Regions from separate parts of the Zea mays genome. Here region 2 is linked to region 1. The links are chromatin contacts, called in public Hi-C maps. All regions are on one chromosome and are shown on one strand. Each heading gives the region's core, a stretch centred on a gene start, on an enhancer-like site or on the middle of the called end of the contact. The rest is flanking DNA. Distances are from core to core; before and after follow the strand shown.

Region 1 (5,582 bases), core at 428-2,927:
CTCATAAATGATGACTGATGATTCACGCATGGGACGTGGAATTTGATTAGGATCAATTTTGGACGGGGTTGATACCTGGGTTCCAGCATGTGGAGAATAAGGTATAGTCGGGGTGCCAGGGGGTCCTAGTGTGTTTGGCTGCATGCTACCAGGAATGCCTGGCATTCTCAAAGGTGGCTGCATTGCACCAGACCCAGCTCCCTACAAATAATTCCATAGAGCATGTCAGAGGTCAAACTTCTATGTTTCCTAGAATCACTGGAGTTTAAGATTCAGTAATTCTCTGCTCACACACTATGAAACCATATACTTAAATAAATTAAGTTTCGAAATTTTCACGTCATATTGATAAGAGTACTACTAAGCTAGTAATCACAACAACCATGTATGCCAAAAGTCCACATATATGCTATTTAAGCCAAACAAATAACTACAGAAACATAGGCAACACAAAACTTTTGGAATCCTTAACAAATTATGGGTCATTAGAATATAATTTAATAACAAATCTAATATCTACCACACATGGTTACAGGTCAATCAACATAAGGCTCATATGTCATATCAGACAACCTAATTAAAATACCTAGCAGATGAACATTCAAAACATAATCCTTGGGTATGTGAGATTGGAAACACCACAAAAAGTGTAAACCGACACCGCTTCCCAGTGTCACTCACTCCCTTACAAAAAAAACTAAACTTCTGCAGTAGAACTAGCAAGATCACCTGAGTTTGCCAAGACGGAGGTCCAAACGCCGGGGCATTTACCCTGGGTGGCCCCATGAATGGCAGTTGTTGTGCCGCAGGCGCTGATTGTGTAGCAAAGAGCGGCTGCCCAGCTGGCCGCGAACCGAATGGTGGTGGAGGCTGTTGCGGGGCTCCAAAGCTAGGTGGAGGTGGCTGCGTCCAAGCTGCCGCTGCGGCCATTGGCCCAGGCTGGCCAGCGAATGTCTGCCGCAATGGCGGTGCTGGCTGAGGCCCCGCTCCAGGAGGCCCACCGAAGGGTGGAGGATGCGAACCCGCAACAGGGGGGGCACCGAATGGTGCCGCCTGAGACGCAGCAACAGAGTGACCAACAAAAGGCGAAGACGCCTGCGATGCCGTCGCAGGAGGGCCTCCAAACAGGGAAGGGGCCTGGGACACCACCCCGGGGGGGACACCGAACGGCGGCGGCGGCTGAGACGACGCACCTGGAGGCCCTCCGAACGGTGGCGGCGGCTGGGACATTACCCCAGGCTGTCCGCCAAAGGGCGGCGAGGCGGAAGTTGACGGTGTCGGCGCCCGCACGAATGGCGGTGCGGGCGGGCTGCCAGGGAAGGCGGGACGGGCAGCGGACGGTGGGGGGCCCGGACGCGCGGCTAAGGTGGGCGGTGCCTGCTGCGGCGTGAGCCCCCGCGGGGCGCCGGGCGGCGGGGCCGCGCCGCGGGAGATCTGGAGGTTGGCGAACGCCCCGGGGAGAGCCCCCACCCCGGAGCCTGGCGGCCCCTGGCCCGAGCCCTGCGCGGTAGGGTTTTGCGCGGCGAACGGCGGCGGCGGCTGCGGCGACGACGCCATGGATCGCAGCGAGATCGGGATCTGGCGCGCGGTGGCAGGCGGCCAGGCGGGGGAGGAAAGGCGGTCGGGTGCTCTGCTCCTGACCGGTCTGGCGGTCTGGCCTGCCGTGCAGGCCGTCTTTTTTTCATTTTAATCTTTTTTCGAAACTTTTTTACAACTACGTTTCATCTTAACAAATGCAACTCGCGTGTCGGCGTCATCATTATTAACCGTTATCGAATATTTATGTCTCTTAGTTCATTTTTAACTAAAACATGATAAATAAAAAAATGAATGGATCACATCTCTACACCAATTTTGATGGTGTCGATGTCTCTGTTCCGGGCGCTGAGCTAACGCTTGTGTGGCGACAACTCGACGTCAATGCTCACAGCATCAAGCTCGCCGAAGAAAGGGCCCGCCTATTGATCGGCTCTCTCTCGCTCGTTCCCTCTAGTTCGTCCGGTTTGTCCCGAACACCTCTCCTTGCCTAGTGTCGCCCCTCTAGGCTCAGCGTCGTTGTGTCCGCCCATGCCCAACCGCCGCGTCATGCCCCAGGAGCGCACTGTCGTCGACCAGTCACATAGACCCCGCGCGTCGTCGTTGGTGAACTGCCCCGTACCCCATGTTGCCGCGTCCAGCGCGCGCACCGCCATTGTCCCGGTGATAGTAACATAGAGGGGTGAACAGGTGGCATCTCAAAAATCACAACTTAAACAAAAACTTGAACTAATTTAGATGTTACTGCAAATTATAGATCAAGTTAAGGCGAGAAGGAAGAAAAGTTATTTCAATTGATTGCTCTTTTAGATGAGGAATTATAACTTAGAACAATATTGTATGTGAACTTGAGAACTTAGAGAGAGAGAAAGAATAAATCGCAAAAGAATCAAACACGCAAGACAAGGCAATTTATCTCATGGTTCGATTAAGCCTCAAATACTCGCCTACTCCACGTTATAGTGTCCCAATGGACGAGGGTTGCACCTAACCCCTCTCAAGTGATCCAATAATCAACTTGAGCCAACAGTCTTCCTTATACTTTTCCCTTCACAAGGATCTCCACATCTTGGAGTCACTTACAGCCGTACACAGCAAGAGGGTCGAGAATAACACACATAAGAGCAAAAGAACAACATCACAAAGCCACAACACGAACACACAGTAGCAGCACAACACTATCTCACTAGAACGGGCACTCGGATCACTTTGGTGTGTTTCACAAATGAGTAGGAGTGAAGTACTTGCTCTTGATATACTTGGTGTACAGTGAAGGTCAAAATGGGGGCTTATTTATAGCCCCAAGGCTTCACAAAGTCTTTGAACCTTCCTTAAAAATCTACAGAAATTCTGCTCTTGGATGGCACACCGCACCGGTCCGGTGCACCACCAGACCGGAAACAAGGATAGGTCCTTGGGATCTTGATTGGCAACATCCAAATCGGGCTTGCACCAGACCGGACCGGTCCACCACTGGACTGCCACGTGTCTGCTGCTCGTTGAAGCAGTCGTTACGCGCCAGAAGTAATCGTTACTACAATGTCTGGTGCAACACGGGATCATGCACAATAGTGGTCTGGTAAATTTTATAAATAAATCTCAATCTAGAAATGGCTTAATTGTCCATTTCCCTTTCAATCTCCCCTTTTTGGTGATTTATGCCAACACACCTAAAACAAATAAAATATGACTAACTTTAAACAAGATTGCTATTCAATATGAGATCAAAAGATGTGATTTGAAGACTAAGACTAAGTTTCTCAAATATTTGGCATATTTGGACCATTTAGCCATCACTTGCTTTTGATTTTGCAAACTAAGAAATTTTCACCATTTTCTCACTTCTAAGTCAAATAAACCGAGTTTACAAATCAAAATAGTTTTGACATAAGGCAACTTCCTTTGATAAAAATCTCAACCTTTAAGTAGTTTTCACAATAAGGGAGTTCCTCTTTACTATCAAGAGGGTTTTGGATCAAAAGACAAGTTCAAACTCAACACTTTTAAAAACTCAAGTGGTGGTCGATCCATTTGCTTTGGCCTCTAATTTCTCCCCCTTTAGCATGAAACACCAAAACGGAGAAATCCTCATGGTCTCATTGTAATAAAAACTAAGTGAATGTAGACAAAGAACCTTTGATATCTAAGTGCAGTGGAAGTGCCCTGTCTTTGTCCAAATTTACTATTTCCCTTTCAAATACCTTGAGACTACAAATACGATTAACTTGAAAGCATTATTAGTCTTAAAAAGGTCAAAATATAGATTACCCTCCCCCTAAATGTGTGCATCACTACACTTGGACTTGTGAGGTCCGAGGTTGTGAAAGGGAAATGTGCCCTTGGACAATTTCTATAAATGTTTTGGTGATTGGATGCCCAACACGTATTGTTTTTAAGGTGATGTGTACTAAGTGTTAAAGAGATGCAAATCAAGAATCAAGGTATGACTCTAGCCTTAGTGAATTGTTTTTGGTACTAACATATTCCTCTAAGTGCTAGGAACCTTGTTAAATCAAATGAGATTGGATTGGAGAAGTTTGGCTAAAGTACAGCCAGATCTGCACCAACCTTCGGTGCACCGGACTGTCCGGTGCCCAGGCTGGCTCAGCGACGAACTCGCTGCTCTCGGGAATCACCGAGGGTGCCATGGCTAAAATTCATCCGACTGTCCGGTGAGCCAACATCGCCCGCGCCAACGGTCGGCAGCGTGATCAGCGGGCAACGCGTGGCCAGAGCCAATGGTCACTAGGCCGCACCAGACTGTCTGGTGTGCCAAGGGGACCGAGGGCTCAACGGTCGGCTTCGCCAAAGAAGGAAAGAAATCGGACACGGTTCATGTCCGGTGGTGCATCGGACTGTCCGGTGCGCCAACCGACAGAAGACAAGAATTGCCTACCAAATGGAGATCCAACGGCTCCTAACCGCCTTGGGACTATAAAAGGGGCCCCTAGGCGCATGGAGCAACATACCAAGCCTCCATTAAACATCCTAAGACGCCTAGACTCCTCAAGCATGCATCCGGATATCTGTGATTAAGATTTGAGCACTTGTTGAGTTGTGAACTCATTGCGCTGTGTTTGTGTGCTCGGTTCTTGACTTGTGTGCGCGTCGTTGCTGCGACTCTAGTTTTTGCGTGTGTTTCTTTCCCTCCCTAACTCTTGTGGTTTTCATTGAGATCAATATTGTAAGGATGAGAGACTCCAACTTGTGGAGATTCCTCACAAGGGAAATATCAACTATAAGGAAGAAATCTGTGGTATTCAAGTGGATCATTGGATCGCTTGAAAGGGGTTGAGTGCAACCCTCATCCATTGGGGTGCCATAACGTGGAAGTAGACAAGTGTTCTACTTGGCCGAACCACGGGATAAAAATCACCGTGTCACTTGTTGCTATTCTTGTGTGATCTTCTACTCACTTGATAATTGCTCTAAGTTTAATACTTACTTTGTAAAGAGCAATTAAGTGAAGAAGTCATCTCTTTCTCTCTTGACATAGCACCTTGGTTTTGATTTCGCTAACGTTTCAAAATCCAAGTTTGTGCTATTTAGCGTTGATTTATACAGGATCACATATTCACCCCCCCCCCTCTAGGTGCTCTCAATTGATATTAGAGTCGTACTCTTCATTAAGGGACTAACTGCCCAAAGAGATGGATCCTAAAGGCAAGGGGATGGTGATCAACGACAAGGAAAAGGAGACCCTCTACGTCAACGAGCCAAAAGATGACAAGCCCACTGACTCAAGCTCAAGTCGCAAGAAGAGGGATGGAAAGAAGAAGAGGCACATAAAAAAGATCATCTACTACGACAGCTACGCCTCCTTCTCTTCACCAAGGGATGACGACGACGAAGACTCTTCGTCGAAAAAGAAAACGGTTAATCAAAATTATTCTTTTGATTATTCTCACATCCCTTATAATTCGAATGCCCATTTATTATCTATTCCACTCGGAAAACCCCCACACTTTGATGGAGAGGACTATTCATTTTGGAGTCATAAAATGCGTAGTCACTTATTTTCTCTCCATCCTAGTATTTGGGAAATT
Region 2 (5,363 bases), core at 1,348-3,847, 440 kb after region 1:
AGGAGAAGGACGTTTCTCTGCTCCCACTACTCCGTTGTTGCAGTGAACGGACGCGGGGGTGAAGGCGGGCAGGCGGCGGCCGGGAGGGGCGACCTCGGCGGCGGCGGCGCTGGGTGCGCGTGCGGCCGCGTGGCACGCCTGAGCTGCTGCTGCCTGCTCGTCGGTGTATCCTCCAGCATCATCGGTGGGGTGGACGACTGGACGCGATGGCAGCGCTGTCGTGCGCGTGTAGCCGCATGGCAGGCCCGAGCTGCCGCTGCCCGCTTGCTGGTGCCTCCTCCGGCATCGTGGTGGACACGATGGCAGCACTGGCGTGTGCGTGCGGCCGCGTGGTGCGCCCATGCTGCTGCCCGCTCGGCGCTCGCTCGCACCTGCTCCAGCATCATTGGCTACTTGGCTCTACCGTCGTGGTGGCACTCCTCGCTAGCGGCCGGCCAACTGCGGTGACTCCCACGCGTGCACTGCCACGGACCCGCCAAGATACTGCCCGTCCTGCTCTCCTTTGACTGCAAAGTACGTCGGAGCAGGTAGGCAACACATATGCGTGCTCCGACCATTAGAGAGCGAGAGACGAGGTGCTCTCCCTGCTCCTCCAACTCCTGTCTGTGTGGCGTCTACAGATAAGGATAAGGCAGGGCAAATGGTCTCAATATTTCTTTTATTTCTTTTTTACTTTATTAAACGATGAAATGGCAGTATAAAGTTTGTGTCAAGTTTGATAATGGCATATAAACGAAGACCACTCGTTCGATGGCAAAGTAGAGAAACCCATGTTTCATAGTGGTAGAATTCCAAATTTCTCGTGTGTGTGTGGGGGGGTTCGTAGGCCATGAGTGCTGTGCAGCCGGGTTCGTAGGTCATGAGTGGGAACGAACCGACACCGCCCTGTGGCTCGATGCCAGGTCTCGTTAATGCGGTCGGTTATTTACGACGAGTCAGTCTGGGGCTGGACGCATGATCCACTCGAGTGGTTTCCCTCCGACACGCTCGGGCCCCTGTTAGGTTCCCCATGCCCGACTCGAGCTCGATGCCGCGGGACTCGACAGGGGTGGGTTCTTTCAGGATTGACGTATCCTATTTTTTCCAGCTGACCAACGAGCTCCAACGACCAGAGGCCTTTCCTCGGCGCACACTCTCACTGGCGGGCCCTAGAGACCCGGGATCATATCCCCGGCAAGAGGCGTCTCCGGTTTGAATTCTTTTGGTCTAAATTGTTAGACATTTATGTGTATTATTATAACCAGTTTAAGGGTTATAGGTCGCACACCATGGCGCCTATATTGAATTTACTGCTTATACAAATAAGAAGAGGTATCATGGCAATAATTCTGAAGGTACATATTTTTATTCATATGTATATAAGAATTACAAGAATTGAGTTTTTTTTTTATTTTTCATTCATTTTTCTCACTATTCATGGGTTACTTACTTGTTCCTTGTCTCCGATAATTATTGCTTATTTATTGTCAACAAAATTAGGATAATGCCATGATCTTCTTATTTTGTTTCTTGCATGAAATATTTAAAACTCTATCATAGAACAATGGCAAATACATATATACATACATGTAGGATCAAATCAAATTTCCTGAAAAACTAATTTACCGTCCCTGCAAAACATACAACATATACTTATCAATATTGCTAAACAACATTAGATTAGTATATACGATTGTTAATATATTTGTCTACCATTTAAAATTCTATATTGATTTTTTAGAAATATGTGCGATATTATAATGTTTGTTCGACACTAGTCCATTCTATTCGGGTCGACGTATTTATAATAATATTATATATTTATATCATCAATATAATATTAGTGTTGTGATGATATTTTGCTACATAGATTTTATATATCATAGTGATATTTTATATATCATATTGATGTTTATTATTCTAAATTTATGTTTTATATTATTTTTTTAACTATTGCATACGTACCCATTGAAATAAGAAGCATAGTGAAGTCTAATTCTATTTAAACAAGGTGTACAAAGTGCGGCTGTCACCTGGTCTGCCGTCTGCCTATACCCAATTGCCTATACACCGCCTTCTTTTGAGGCTATCCGCACCGATGAACTGTAAAGAATACTCTACCGATATAAGGTGAGATATAGAGTAAAAATTTACTGCAGCGGGAGACTCTATCAGCTACTGTAAATTCATGGGCCCAAAGGAAACTCTATCTTTAGCGTACGTACGTTTCTACCCAATCGAATGTGTTTCAGTGGGACTTTGCACCACACGGCTTAGGTAGCAGGTGACAGTTGAGATGGGAAATGAAAGAGAAATTGAAAAGAAATAATATAATATGTGATAGTTGGTATAGAGTTGAGATATAGAGTAAACATGACTACAGAGGATTGTGATATAGAGTAAACATGACTGCTGACGGGGATAGAATATTCCTTTTAGAGTAGAAATTTAGAGTAGTATGAGTACGGATAGCCTGAGACTCTTTTTTGTCGCTGCCGTGACCATTCTCTTGAGCTGGACACTGGCGACTACTCGGTCCATGCCACGTGGAGGGCGCACGAGCGCGCGTGGTGCGCCTAGTTCACCTGGCCATCTCATAAATCCCCCGCCCTCTCCTGACCACGGCCCCGACTGGAGACTGCTGTTCCCCTCGACCCTCGTCCGTCCGTCCGTCCGTCACCTGACGGCTCCCAAACCCTACCCCGCAGATCCCTCCCCTTCCTCTACCCCCGCCTCGCCGCCGGTCTTCGTCACCCGTCGCCGTGCCCGTCGGCGCGGTGTTAAGGGTCCGCTACGCTGCACCTCGCGGGGAGAAAGGGGTGGGCCTCGGGGACCTCCGCCCTCCGCGCAAGGTAGGGTCCCTCCCATCCCACTGTGTTTTCCCCGGGTGAGAGGTGGTCCCGCTCGCTCAGCGCGCGAGCCTTCTCGGGCTGGGTCCCGCGCGGCTCCTGAGAGCGTGGCATGGTGGAAGTGGGCTAGGGCTCGTGAACCCTACTTGGTTCCGGATGTGTGCAGTGTGCTCTTAGCGGCGTCGGCTCGCGTCGATTCCGTCCTTCCGTGCTCTATGGCTTAGACATCGCTCAGCACGCGCTGTTTTGGCTAATTCTTGAATGATTGTTTTTCTATTGGCTTCTAATGATTGCCTGGGGCGCCTCCATACTTGCGTGTATTCACACAAGGCTTGCCTGCCCTGTACTGCCGCCGCACAAGTTCTTTGAATGCCTGCCATTTTATTGGCTTCTGGTTTTGGTAGCTTGGGACATCTCTAATATGCATTCTTTGTCCACATACAAGTGTCTGAGCATATCATTTTCTGTTAGGTGCAAGTCCAAAAGAACTGACTACATCATATATGTAGGTCATTGAATGACCTTCTATACGAATATGGATTTGAATGCATCACCGGTGCCTGACGATGATGAGCAACAGCCTTATGATGATTCAGTTGAGGTTGGGTATGCTCAGACGGAACATGTTGAATCTGCTGTTGCAACATTGCGCCGGGTACACAACTATCTTCATTGGTGTTGGTGTTTATTCCATGTACTGTGCGTCCGTGCCCTTGGCATATCTGCTCTTGCATCCACTGTTTTAAAGGCGTCGCCTAGGCGTTCAGCGGTGGTCCAACGCTAGGCGCCTTGCTCGCCTAGGCGTCCAGGCGGCAGTCCAACGCCTTGTCTCGCCATACCGCTTTAAAAACCATGCTTGTATCTTATTAATGATTGCTGATTAGGTACGATAAATGTTGTTTAGTACCCACGTTTACCTTTGCTGGGTTGACATTATTAGCCGAAGGAAATGCCTCACAAAGTGAGGGACCCTCTTAACTATAGTTTATATATGTATTAAATAGTGGAATATCTTAATGTGCACCACAGGTGTAGTGAATTATACATTGGATTTGTAGTAGAACCATTATTTTGAAGTTCAATATGTTTCCTTGTTGAAGGGTGATTTACTTTGACTGCCTTAATACTGCATACATACTGGTACACATGCATTGTTTATCTATGTGCCAGAAGGGCCTTGTGTCTTTTTAAACAGTTCATTTTAGTTTTCTTTTCTTTTCATATCGAGCCTGCAAGCTGGTTTATCGATACTAACCATACCTTCTATGTGATCTTGCTGTTTTTGCCAGGAGCGTGAAGAGAGACGCAAGAGACTAAAGAGAGAGCAGCAGGATGATGGGTCAAGGCTACATTCCCAGCAGATTAGGAATGATTATGCTCCTCAACCCAAAAGACATAGTCGCATTAAAGAGGCACCTCAGGGTACGAAGTATTGGGCAGTTTGGGTTACTGATATATTCCACCTTGTGTCCCCCCTGCCTATGCATTATTCTTTCCTTTCACTATCGTTTTTCCTATGTGGATTCTATACATAATATCTTGGTACAATTTCAGGCTGGCTGGACTGCCCTGCATTTGGGGAACCAATAGATAAAATCATACCATCTAAAGTTCCTCTTGACGAAACATTCAATGAGTCAGTGCCTCCTGGGAAGCGGTACTCCTCAAAGCAACTAGTTAACAAACAAAGAAAAGCTGGCCGCGAAGTAAGTATTGCTTGCTTGTTCTTGTGGACCAAACTGTAGCCCCTCCTCCTAACTATCATGTGAAGGTAGTCTTCTTTTCTATTTACCATTGTTGTATACAGAAATTTGGCTCATCGACATCATTCTGCCCCTAGAAATGAGTTTCTTTTCTTGTCTACAACCCTAGTGTTTTAAAAAGAGGAGGTGTTAGGTGGTATTTATTTTCTAATCAGCACTTGGTGGGCTAGATGATCATATATGTTTGATGGGTGGGTGGTTCTTAGTTGTCTGGTACCACATATGTGTGTTAGGAACCTACCTTTTTGGAGCAATGTGCAATTTCCTTTTTTTTGGTCTTGTGGCTTCTCATGCCAGCAGGCAGCAAATCATCCTTCCATTTCCTTGTCTTCATCCTACAATGATATTTCTCCTGCACAGATATACCATCATTGCTTGCTCTGAGATCCTTCCAAACTTTTTCCAGTGCCATTGTCACCTTTGATGCCCCCTGAATGGCAAAAGGCAAAAGGGTGAATTCATCTGTATTAACATAAACCAGAGCAATTAGTTCTTTGTGCTGCACACACCAGTGTTATGTTCTCCAGTTGATTTTGAACCAGTGTTTTAAGGTGTTGGTCTAGTTGTTGCCTAGGTGAGAAAGTGCTAAGCCTAAGAAGGGAGGGACTGCAGAAGAATTAAATACGATGAGGAGAACCAGCAGGCAGGCAACTCTCCCTTCGCATTTCCCATCCTCGCTGGCTCCAGTCCAGTCCAGTACCGACCAATCTCTACGTTCGCTCTGGGAGGGACCAGTGGTGGAGCTCTATCTGGATAGTAGGTATAGAGGGAG

The links. Hi-C and Micro-C count contacts between places; a contact is called where the count stands out from the background.
Region 2: a contact with region 1 is called in a Hi-C map of leaf, with 4 times the contacts expected there. The contact joins the promoter of LOC103646942 here to the promoter of LOC103646939 in region 1. A contact is called at or near these places in 6 of 25 Hi-C or Micro-C datasets (ear, endosperm, leaf and 2 more).

What each region holds. Positions count from the first base shown.
Region 1 is chr2:128,154,833-128,160,414 of Zm-B73-REFERENCE-NAM-5.0, forward strand. It overlaps LOC103646939 (protein transport protein Sec24-like CEF), which reads right to left and starts at 1,678. Exons shown (of 23, transcript XM_008671548.3): 1 at 730-1,678; 2 at 1-201. The coding sequence starts at 1,557.
Region 2 is chr2:128,597,825-128,603,187 of Zm-B73-REFERENCE-NAM-5.0, forward strand. It overlaps LOC103646942 (mRNA-capping enzyme), which reads left to right and starts at 2,598. Exons shown (of 18, transcript XM_008671549.4): 1 at 2,598-2,831; 2 at 3,338-3,483; 3 at 4,118-4,250; 4 at 4,383-4,534. The coding sequence starts at 3,346.